Regions from separate parts of the Urocitellus parryii genome. Here region 2 is linked to region 1. A link is a contact called in public Hi-C data. All regions are on one chromosome and are shown on one strand. Each heading gives the region's core, a stretch centred on a gene start, on an enhancer-like site or on the middle of the called end of the contact. The rest is flanking DNA. Distances are from core to core; before and after follow the strand shown. Region 1 holds the start of Asb7 (ankyrin repeat and SOCS box containing 7). Region 2 holds the start of Chsy1 (chondroitin sulfate synthase 1).

The links. A called contact is a pair of places that touch in the nucleus more often than the background predicts.
Region 2: a Hi-C map of muscle shows a contact between it and region 1, with 8 times the contacts expected there. The contact joins the promoter of Chsy1 here to the promoter of Asb7 in region 1. A contact is called at or near these places in 2 of 2 Hi-C or Micro-C datasets (liver and muscle).

The regions. Positions count from the first base shown.
Region 1 is chr6:146,767,982-146,773,436 of mUroPar1.hap1, forward strand. Asb7 (ankyrin repeat and SOCS box containing 7) reads left to right here and starts at 2,345. Exons shown (of 6, transcript XM_026394726.2): 1 at 2,345-2,864; 2 at 3,050-3,149. It overlaps Lins1 (lines homolog 1), which reads right to left and starts at 2,003. Exons shown (of 7, transcript XM_026394739.1): 1 at 1,633-2,003.
Region 2 is chr6:147,373,390-147,378,844 of mUroPar1.hap1, forward strand. It overlaps Chsy1 (chondroitin sulfate synthase 1), which reads right to left and starts at 2,992. Exons shown (of 3, transcript XM_026394712.2): 1 at 2,661-2,992. The coding sequence starts at 2,992.

The sequences.
Region 1 (5,455 bases), core at 1,095-3,594:
TACAGATACTTATGGTAAGTTGAACCACTCCAAGTCACAAGACTGTACTCAAGTACCTTCTGGAACCCTCCACCTGGCAAATTCAACTCTTTGTCTCTTCCCTCAAACTTGCTTTTCTCCTACACTCCTCAGTTCAATATGACTTCTATATTTCCTTGTTACCCAAGCTAGAAACCTGGGCATCTTCCAACCCTTCCCCATCCGTCTTCCCTCCAGCCTCACTGTCATTGCTGCATTTACCACTTTTATCCTAGACAATTGCAACAGATTCTTTCCTAAGTGGTTGTATCTGGCCCACCTTACATCCACTGCCTTCTGAAAAAATGTTTACTTTCTTTGGGATAAAGTCAAAGCCCTTTAAACATGGCATTACCAGGTCCTCTGAGATCTAATTATTGGGGTCTCCTCACTTCTGAGACCACAAACTAAGCTCTATGCTTTTTCTAAGGTCCCTAGAAATTGTGCACTTAAGAGACTCCCAGGCTGTGTGTAACCCATTTTTTTCTGACTAAATCATACTCAACCTCCACCCTCCACCTTCAACTTGGAAACCATTACCCTCAGAGAGCCTTTTACATATGCAAGTCAGGATCAGGCAGTCCTGCCATATAATCCGTAGGTTAATACCACAGTATCTGTTTCACTGCATTCTCCTCAACTTTGGTTCTTTGGTTCCCTCCACACTTGATTATGAGCTTCTCTGGGCAGAACTGAGCCCTGTTTGTCCACATAAACACGTAGATGACTCACATGGAAGGCACTAAGCAAGTATTCTTGAATAAATGAATGACAGTGTAGAAGAAAACAGGAGAGAACAAACTTAAGTGGTTATGATTCCCACCTGCCACAAAATATCCTAATATATCTAATTACATAAAAGTAGTCGATACATTATAATACTTCCTTCATATACAATCAAGTAGGTATTTTACTTTTGAGGATACTGGTGGGAGTCAAATGTCTGATGTACTGGGTGACCTTAGTCTGAGACATCATTTCTTGCCTGGACAACTATAACAGCTGACCATATTTGCTGTAATCCAGCGGCCCACCAGTCTTCTCTATTGAGGAGCCAGTAGTCTTTTCAAACATAAATAAGAGACTGTCAAAGCAAACAAGGTGCTGCAAGATCCACAGCCTGTCCCACACCTTCTAATCTTATCAATGCTCTCCCCCTACCCTTTACTCTCTGCTTCAGCTACAAGGATTTTTTTCTTCAGTTCCTGTAAACAGAAAAGCTTATTCCAGCATCAAAAGCTTTGTACTTCTGATTCACTCTACCTGCAAATTTCTTCCCCTACAACCGACATGGCTAGCTCTTTGTCATTCAGACTGCTGCTCAAATGTCACTCTAAGACCCTTCTTGACTACCTAAAACAACCCATCACGTCCTCGCAAATTCGATCCTCTTATTTTGCTTTTAGTATAGACTGTCCCTGATCATCTTGTATTAATCTCCCTTGATGAAATGAAAACACAAGTGATTGCCTTTCTCTTGTTTTCTGTTGTCTCCCCAAAGACTGGAACAGTGCTTGGCCAGTAAGTACTAGCGAAATGAATTAACGCATTTAATGAACACGTCTTCATATGCCCATGTTACATGTTTCCCACTCTCCCGTTACCTTCACTCACAGGAAACCGTGGACCAGAGAGAGGATCGTTATCCTTTCAGGAAAGCCCTTGAGCCAGCATCGCGGTTCCAAAGACAATGCTATCTTGCAGCCTCCGGGAGGCATCTCCAGCTTGGTAGCTCACCGGGTCTCTGAGACCGACAGATGCACCAAAGATTGAGCACTGGAAGCGCTGAGGAGAGGCGGAGGGTCAGGGCCTTTCCCTCCTCACTTTGTGGAGACTGCTGCCTCCCCAGCTCCGGTACCAGACCCTCACTCTGCTGTACACACGTCTCTCCAGTCGCTCAGTTCAACGACCGCTTGGGGTTACCTGTCCGGGAGCTGCCTCAGGCCTCTCGGCCTTCTCAACGCCATTCAAGTTCACGCCTGTTCTTTCAGGGCCACCGTAGTTCACGGAATGTATACGCTAATCCACTCCTCCCGCATGCGCACAGCCACCATTCGGTGTACAGTGTCTCTTAGCAACCACTTCGAGTCCCTCTGCCAGGGGCGGAGCCTTGGAAGCCTCCGCGGGGAAGCCGAGGGGAAGTGAGTGAGACCAATCAGAGACGAGTGTTAGCTCCGATCGACACGCCTCTCCTAACTGTCGCGAATCCGCAAGCAGCTTTACGGCAGATAGGGGGTGGGGGCTGCTGGGGAAAGGAGGGGAGAAGGAAGCAACCAACCAACCAAGTCGCCCCCACCCCCCACCCCCTCCCACCCCGGACCTGGTTTACGGCTCAGGGCTCAGGCTCTAGTGCGGCCGCTGATTGGCTGCTGAAGGATTGGTCCCATCCCAGTGACCCCAAAGTGCTGGAGGGAGGGGGCGGGGGTGGCCCAGTGCAAAGTGCATCCCGAAAGCCCCCTGTCCGGAGACCCGGCTGCTGGCACTTCGGACTCTGTACGACCTAGGACCTCGCTGTCCCGAGACCTCCTGAGTCCCTCCGTAGCTGGAAGCCTCTGGCCCGGAGCGCGACAGCCCCCCTGCTCCGAGCCCCTGGACCGGGGCTGTCCCCCCCAATCCTCGAGCCGGGACTTCCTCCCTGCACCCCTGTCCCGAAGCTGCCCGGAGGCCAGGACAGCCACCCCTACCCTACTCGGCTATCTGGATGCTCTCCGGGCCAGGGCCGTGAGGCACCTAGGAGGATCGGGAACACCCGTGTCCGGCCCTGCCTGGGGTGTTTCTTCAATGGAGAAGTTGGTGAGTGTGGAGGAGGCTGAAAGAAGGAAGAGAAGCAGCAGCTGAGGAAACAGGTAAAGTCAGTTACCTCCTCCGAAGGGAAGGGGGCTACCTAGAGGTCTGGGAAGAAGGAAAAATCACTGTTTCTGCCTGCCTGCCCTTTGCCACTTTCTAGCTTTTTCCTTTGCTCCCTCTTTCTTAGAACCCTTTTCTCTTCGCCCCTGGGGCACTGCACCACTCACTGGTTTCCGTTTTCCAGGTGTGAACTGACCGGAGGACACTCGAGAGCAGGAAGGGGGTCTGTCCACTCTCTAGAGAAGCAGCAGGCAGAGTACCTCTGACCAGCATCTTCCATAAAGGTAATGAGCCAGACCTCCCCTCCCCCATTGTTTATTCCTGGCCCCTACCTCATTAGGCAGTGCATTATTTTCAGGGCGGTTGCTTGGGGATGCATCCTTTCCTAGACCCCAGTTTCCTAGCAAAAACAAAAACACTGCAGGGCCTGATCCTTAACGTTTTAATAACTTCTCTACTCTAGAAACGTATTTTCCTTTTCCTCTCCATTCAGTGAGTTTCCATGTTTTGCATTTTATCCTTTGATACACTGTGCCATTTGCTCTGAGGCTTTGAGACCTTTTTGTAGCTCTCCCACCTTCCTTACTCTCATAGGAATTCTTCAATTTCATGTTAATTGCTTGTTAATTCTGAAAGACTCTGCTTTTTAATTAAACCACAATTTACTTACCCCCACCCCCTTTGCTACTTCTGTCACCTTTTCTGTACCTCTGTCAGAAAATCTTTTCATTACCTCACCTGACAGTCTGGTAGGGGAGGGTAAACTATTGGCTTGAAATTTGTTAAGTTTCAAAAATACTCTGATTTTTTTTCAATAGTAAAAAGTGGATATATTTACTTTTAAAATGTGAATAGAATGAAAACAGTATTAGCTCCTGAAGCATTTACATGTGATTAACTCTAGGTTTTCCCACATTTGTGTATGACAAATATGGATAGACACCAAAATTTTTACAAAGAGATATTTGTTACATCACAGATGTTTTAGACAAACAAAAATTTACACAATGTTTTGTTAACAATCATTTTACAGTCAGGAATACAAAAATAAAGGATATTTTGGTGTGTTTAGATATCTGGGGCTTAATTTTGGCCCTCTTCATAAATCAGTTTTCTCATTTCAAAACTCTTACAGAGAATTTGCTAGATAAAAATTTAAGCATCTAATTCATGTGGTCACATTTCTGCTGCCTATTTTGATGCTGCCTCTGAAAATGCATTAAAGGTAAGTTTAGGACATGAATATAATTCCTAACGAGAGCATATGAGCACAGAAATTTTATAAAGGCTAATTCAGAAATCAGCCAAGTGAATGACTTTTCTAGCATCTACTAGCAAGGGTATAAAGTGACTTGTTAACCTCAGGATTTTTTTTTTTTTTAATATCTCAGATTGTGTAAGGATTTTTTGGTGTGAAAAAGTACTTAAAATAACAGATGATTTTTTTTTACTTTGTTCCACTGGAGTTTCTGCTTTCCATATGATTCTACTAATTCTCCAGATATAACTAAAGATACTTTTAAGGGATCTGGATATTCTTGAGATCTGGAACTGGATGTCAAGACTATTTTCTGAATACAATTAGAAATAGCATCTACCAGTGACTGTTCTATGGTGAAAGTTTAGGTAGATCTTTATATATGTATGTAGGAATCAAGGCTAATTGATCATTTCAGTAAAAGCTAGGCATATAAAGTTAAATGCTGCTTTTTATTATTTAAATATGGAAGTAAACAGAGATACCTAAAGATTACTTTAGAATCTAAAAAAAAGGCTAAATATTTGAGATATGATTTAAAGATTCATATGAAGTATATATTTTCTATTTAACCCTTCTTGGTGAAATATTTTTTCTGCTTTGGATTTAATCCTAGTGAGTTTTCATTTCTGAGGGCTTTCTCCATTACCTGAGATGGTAAGAGAGGGGAAGTCTGTAACTTGTCAAAAACTTATGAAAAGAGGGCATTGCTTTCCCCATGTTTCCCACCAGTTCATTCTCATTGCTTAAATAATATCATGGATCTGCTCAGCTTTTAATCATTTTTCTAAGATTAGAGAATATTATTAGCATGATGGAGAGTATTTGATCTAGGTTATGCCAAACATTTAAAATATTTAATTTGGGTATTTACTTGCAACATGGCCATTTAGGTCATTTATATTTTTTTCAGTCTGGCTGCCAACTTTATGTTCATTCTTTTGCCAGACACATCATTTTGAAAACAAACTCATCTGATTTATTTGGTCACCAAATAATATATTTATAATCACATAGAAGAGAATAATTGATTTTAATTGAAGCTATTCAGTGATGCCTCTTGAAAATACTGTGGATTACACATTGACAATTATTTATTTTGTTCATATTTAACTTTGGTGACTTAGAGGCATATGCTACTTCTAAAAATCCTAAAGTCAGTTAAAGTTCATGTTGTATCTACTATTTGACTTTCAGCTTCTCAATTCATTCTCAAGTGAAAGCAGTCCACAGTATAACACTTGTCTCCTTTCTTGAAGACTTTCTAGGCACTGATACGTGAGGCTGCAAAGATTGTATTGGCATACATGGGTTAATAGAATAAGATAGCAT
Region 2 (5,455 bases), core at 1,742-4,241, 610 kb after region 1:
ACCCTTACTACAAGCATTTGGCAGGTCTAGAAAGTAAAGTATGTAAGGACGAGGTTGTTTTATCATTAAGATGCAGTAACTTTAGTGCAGACAGGCATATCTTCTTGAATATCTCAAGAGATTTTTAGATCTTCCATAGATTTCAAACAGTTCTTGGAAAGAAGAGAAACTACTAGTTTCTAAACCTAAATTTTGACACTTTCAGTATCTTACAACACACTACCCTCTTACTAAAAGTGTTAGCATCTCCTTCATCCATAAGGTAAACAACAGGTTTAAAAAGAAAAGTGAAATTTTTTTCCTGAGATTAAGAATAAATTTGCTTTCCAGAAGAAATATAAAACTGAGCACACCCAGTTGCAACTATGATTTCACCTTGCATTAGAAGACTCGAGATTCAAGTCTACTTAACATACAAATCTGTACATGGAATTTCCAATTTAAGAGTTCAGTGTGGACTTTTGGCCTACAAAGCACAGCAAAACTGTAATCATAAGTTACACCCTATAAACTCCATCCCAATTCAGGCCTTCCCTGAAAGTTCCTTAAGGCTAAAATTGTCTTGTGCCATCTCCTGAAGCCAATCTAAACACAGGGTAGACAGGAGGGGCAGACACTCTAACTGGTAAGGTAGGCCCACCCTTAGACTCCAAGTATGCCGAGTTTTTCAAATTAGAGAAATAAAAGCTATGCAAGAAAGTTGAAGGAATGACTGCAAACCTCTGGTAGGGGTCTTCATTTCTCAGAAAAGCAGATATCTCAAAGAAGGAAGAACCCTGGCCAGAGGGCAAACTGTGTTTTTACTTTCCCCAACTGCCTATAAGAAAATAAACAAAATCTTAATGTGTGTGTGTGTGTGTGTGTGTGTTTTAAACAAAAAGGAGGTAGGAGATGTGGACAAGAAACCAAAAGTCAGAATGTCAAGCATGGACTTTGGGAAACTATCATGGAGGGTAAACTAGTAATTCTGGATTGCATTACATTTTGAGTATGCTGGTATTTATTGGGGGCATCGGACAAACTACTATGGTAATTGTCCCTAGAACTGTGATTTCACATGGTCAGCCATCAAACTGTAGTCATGTGGACTCACCAATTTCTGATGTGGATGTTTCTCTGGACAAAGAGTATAAAACCCCAAGTAAATCATGGTACACCTAGAAGAGAACCTGATCTGATAGCTCCCAAACTGATGTATTAGTCTATAGTTATAACACCTAAATTCTTTTTACTTGTTCTATTTAGATATACATGACAATAGACTATATTTTGATGTATTACACATATATGGAGTATAACATTCTAATTGGGATTCCATTTTTGTGGTACAATACCTAAATTTGAAGCTTTTCATCTGCTCAGAACTATTCCTGGCAGAATGTGGAGTCTGGACTTCAACAAGATAATGGAAACATGTAGGAATGGGGATTAAGTCATTCAAAGGGCAGTCAAGCTCTTTGACCTTGTTTCTCAATACTTCCTCCTTTAAAAGGAAGGAAAGATCTGTATATGCTAGTCCCATTACAATATCTAATGCTTGAAAACATAAAAGAGCAGTACTGGATTTAAAAGCTGAAGTTACAAAGGCATTTAAAACAGAAAAAAAAAAAAGAAAAAGAAAAAAAAAAAACATAACAAAACCCCCGGCAACTATTATAGCCTTGTTCAGTACTGACTGATCTAAAAGTTCATTCCCAAAACATTCGAGCTCTAAAATCATTCCTGACACTGGCTTGTTTTTGTGGCCTGATGAACTCCAGTGTTTTCTATATTTCACACATAAAGTTTCCACCAAATCCCTTTACTGAGTGTACATCCCTCTCCTACTTTAAATTCACTCCACTACAAATCTGATTCTAACCATGCCGGCCATTCCAAAATCATCATCTCCTTTCTAAAGACTGCTTTGGCTAATCCCTTTGTTAATCCTTAACATGACTACAGCCACTTTTATGACTCATTTAGCCAACTAGGCTTCAGTTACTGGATAACATTCATGTACCATAACTGATGAGCTAAAGAACGCGGGAATGCTGCCTTCCACGGAATCTATCATGGGAAATTATTTTTTTTCTCCAAAGTTCTTTTTCTCTCTGCTTTTCAGACCGGTGTGGTCAAGTGCACAGTGGGCACCCCCTTTCGTTCACCGGAGTGCCTTCAACTGTGAAATCTAGAAGTATGCTATGGAAAATCTCTAGCCAGATTAACTTATATGAGCTCTAGCTGTGCAAGAGCAAATGTGCTCATTTTAGAGAATCAAATTATAACCTCACTTGCCACCACTACCACAGGTACTGGGCTATGAATTTTCCTACAACCTACAACCTCAAGAGACAGACGCATTTAGTCAGGCCCATTTAACAAAGGAGGAAGCTTGGACACGGAAAGCTGAAGTGCCTTGCAAAAGGTTAGGACGAGGCACACCCACAGAGTCATCCTAGTCCATCCGACCCCAGAGCAGGGCTCCTGAGCCTTGTGCTCGCTATCCCGCCGCTCATGACATCAGCTGCCAATGTCGGTCATCTCCTGAGAAGAACACCTGGATCCTCCAAAAAGTCTGGGAGCCTCGAGTCTAGACAAGGGCAGGAGCCACTGAACAGGTAATGTGGCGCACCTGGATGCAGAATGCGGGAGGCTGTACCCAGAAAGAAAGGGCTCACCTGTAGGCAGCCACAGCGCGGGTCTGCAGGTATTTCTGGGCAGTCATAACTCCCACGAAGAGAAAGTTCCTGTCGCGCGGGCCACCATCCGGGGCCGAGCCGTGCAGCCACAGCTGCGCCCCCCGAGCATTGCCGCGCACTCCACCGGCCTGGGACGCTGCCGCCGCCGCCGCCGCCTGCCCGGGCCGGCAGCCCTCGAGGCTGGTGCGGCGCCGCGGACCCGCTCGCTTCAGCTCCGAAGCACGGGGCAGGACAAGCCGCGAGGCCAGCACGAAGCCCAGCACGAGCCCGAGCAGCACGCTGAGCCAGGCGCGCCGGCCGCGCGCGGCCATTCCCGCGCCACTCCGCCCGCAGGGCCGCTGCCGCCGCCGAGGCTCCCCGCGCCCTCAGCCCGCCGCCCCCGCCTGCGGAGGCCAGCCCGTCCTAGCGCCGCGAGGCCCGGCCCGGGCAGCGCCGCGGCCGCCGCGGGCCCGCCGCGCCCATCGCGGCCCCCGAGCCGCCCGCAGGCCCCGCGCCGGCGCTTTGTTCCGCACGCCCGCCCCCACCGCCGCGGCCTGCGCCTTTAAGAGGGGACCATGCCCGGAGCGCGCCGGCGGCGGCTCGGGAGCTAGGCGGCGGCGGCTCCTCCCGCTCGCGCGCGGAGGCGCGGGGCCAGCGCGACGGCGATAGCAGTGGCAGCCGGGCCAGAGCCCCTGTCCCGCCCAGCTCGCGTCCCCCGGCTGGCTCTGCTCGGATTGTGCTGCGCCCGCCCCCGTCCTCTTCGTGGCCGACGCCGCCGTCGCAGCTGCACATCCTCCGGCTTAACTCGCCATTGCAACAGAAGCCCCTCACGTCACGCACAGCGCGTTATGAAGCGGCTCCGGCGGCTGCGAACCGTGGCCCCTCTCGGGATCCGTCCGCGCCGAGCGATTGGCGCAAAAGTGAATGGGGGGCGGTTCACGTGGCCAAAGTTTGATCAAAAAAAAAAATTAAAAAAGCCCACGTGCCCCGCCCGCCGGTGCGGTTTGCGGCCGGGCGGAGGGGGCGTGGGGCCGCGTCTGCCCTAGAGCTGCAGGCCTATTCAAACGCCGGCTCCAGCAGCCCGTTATCCGCGCCGGCGGCCACGCCCCCGCCGGCCCGCAGGCTGACTGCGCCGGGTGGGAGAACTCGCCTCCGTGGGCGCCACCGCGGGCAGTCCCTCTGCGCACCTGGGCGTCGCTAATGGACATCTCCAGGGCGAGTTTTGCAGAAGGGGCTTCTTGGCCCCAAACTACACGAACCGCACGTTCCTCGCTCCTACACTGTCCTCGGATAAACCCCACTGCCGCGCCCTGCCCGTCAGCCCGGCTGACCTCCCTGCTCCTTTGCCTGCGTCGCCCCATCCACACTGTATCTTTGTTCCCGCCGTCCTGTGGGCAGGAACCGGCACGTATAGAATCAACAGCTGGGGAGCCGTTTGGGACGTGCAGGCTGGGAGAGTTAACCATGAATTCAGTTACCTTGAAAGAAAGAAGGGAGGGAGGAAGGAAGGAGCCACACTTTATGCGCAAGCTCTTCATACAGTACTAGCATTTAGTAGATGTTGAAGAAACGGCAGAAGATGTTAATACTCTGGGCAACAAACCACTACTATTATTTGTAGTCTAGTGGGCAGATAGCTGATTAGTATCGTTCATCTGAGTCTTTGTCAATATTTTAATAGTTAATCTACAAAAAGGGTCCTGGATTTCTGAAGACAGATTTGGGGGTACCTGCTCCTCTACGCTAGACTTTAAATTTTATACATTTCCTTTATGAAAACTCAGTTAAAGCAACAAACTGAGAACGTGACAATTCAACAAATGTTTGTAAGTATCAGTACTTAGTCGCCAATATATTATCGGGGTTTCATAATGAAATTCTCTAAGAGCAAAGTATTTTTTTAATACCTTTATTTTGTTTTTATGTGGCGCTGAGGATCAAACCCAGTGCTTCATGCATGCTAGGCAAGCATTCTATCTCTAAGCCACAACCCCAGCCCCAAGAGCAAAGTATTTCTTGGGCCTGAGGGGCTCTCATTTAATTAAGTGAACCCAGCAATTCGAGACAGAAACTAAGCATATTTGGGGATAATCATTGAGTCTCTCTTCATTACTAATAAGACCAAATAACTGAGATATTAACATAGTTTAAAATACCAAGCTATGAGAAATGCAGGCACTTTCTTTTTAACCGAATGGTGGTCGCTCTTGTTTCTTCTTTGGAGTACTAGTACTTTCTTAGACTTCTGTGATTTATGTCAAAAATAGTTCATTACTCACTTCCCCACACTCCCTCCCAAGAAGTGATCCACATCCAAAAATAAAATACGATTATGCAGTGAATACAGGATTCCAGCAATGGTCTTGAGAAAAATACAGAACATACAACCATGAATTACAGGCTCAAAAACCATCGAAAGAGGTTTCCAGTAAGACTATAGACCACAAATGCTGGGGAGTCACCAGAGCCCCCCAAATTCAGCAACAGCCCCATAATTCAAAATGATTTAAGTAAGACATAAATATGGCAAGTTGCAGGCCTGTAGACATTCAATTTCATGACATAGTCAATGATTTCATAACCTGCTTTGGACATGTCTTTATTTCCTCTCCTAAACTAAAATCCAATAAAAAGTACAGAAACATGTGAAGGGAATAATATTTTGTCTTCCACAACTTCCCAATTCCTAGAAATCCCTGGATTCCTAGGTGCACATTCGGCCTCACCTACAGGTTCAATAGTGGAGGCCTTGGAAGCTCCTCACAAGTTTCTTCACATTAATTTATTTTTAAAGA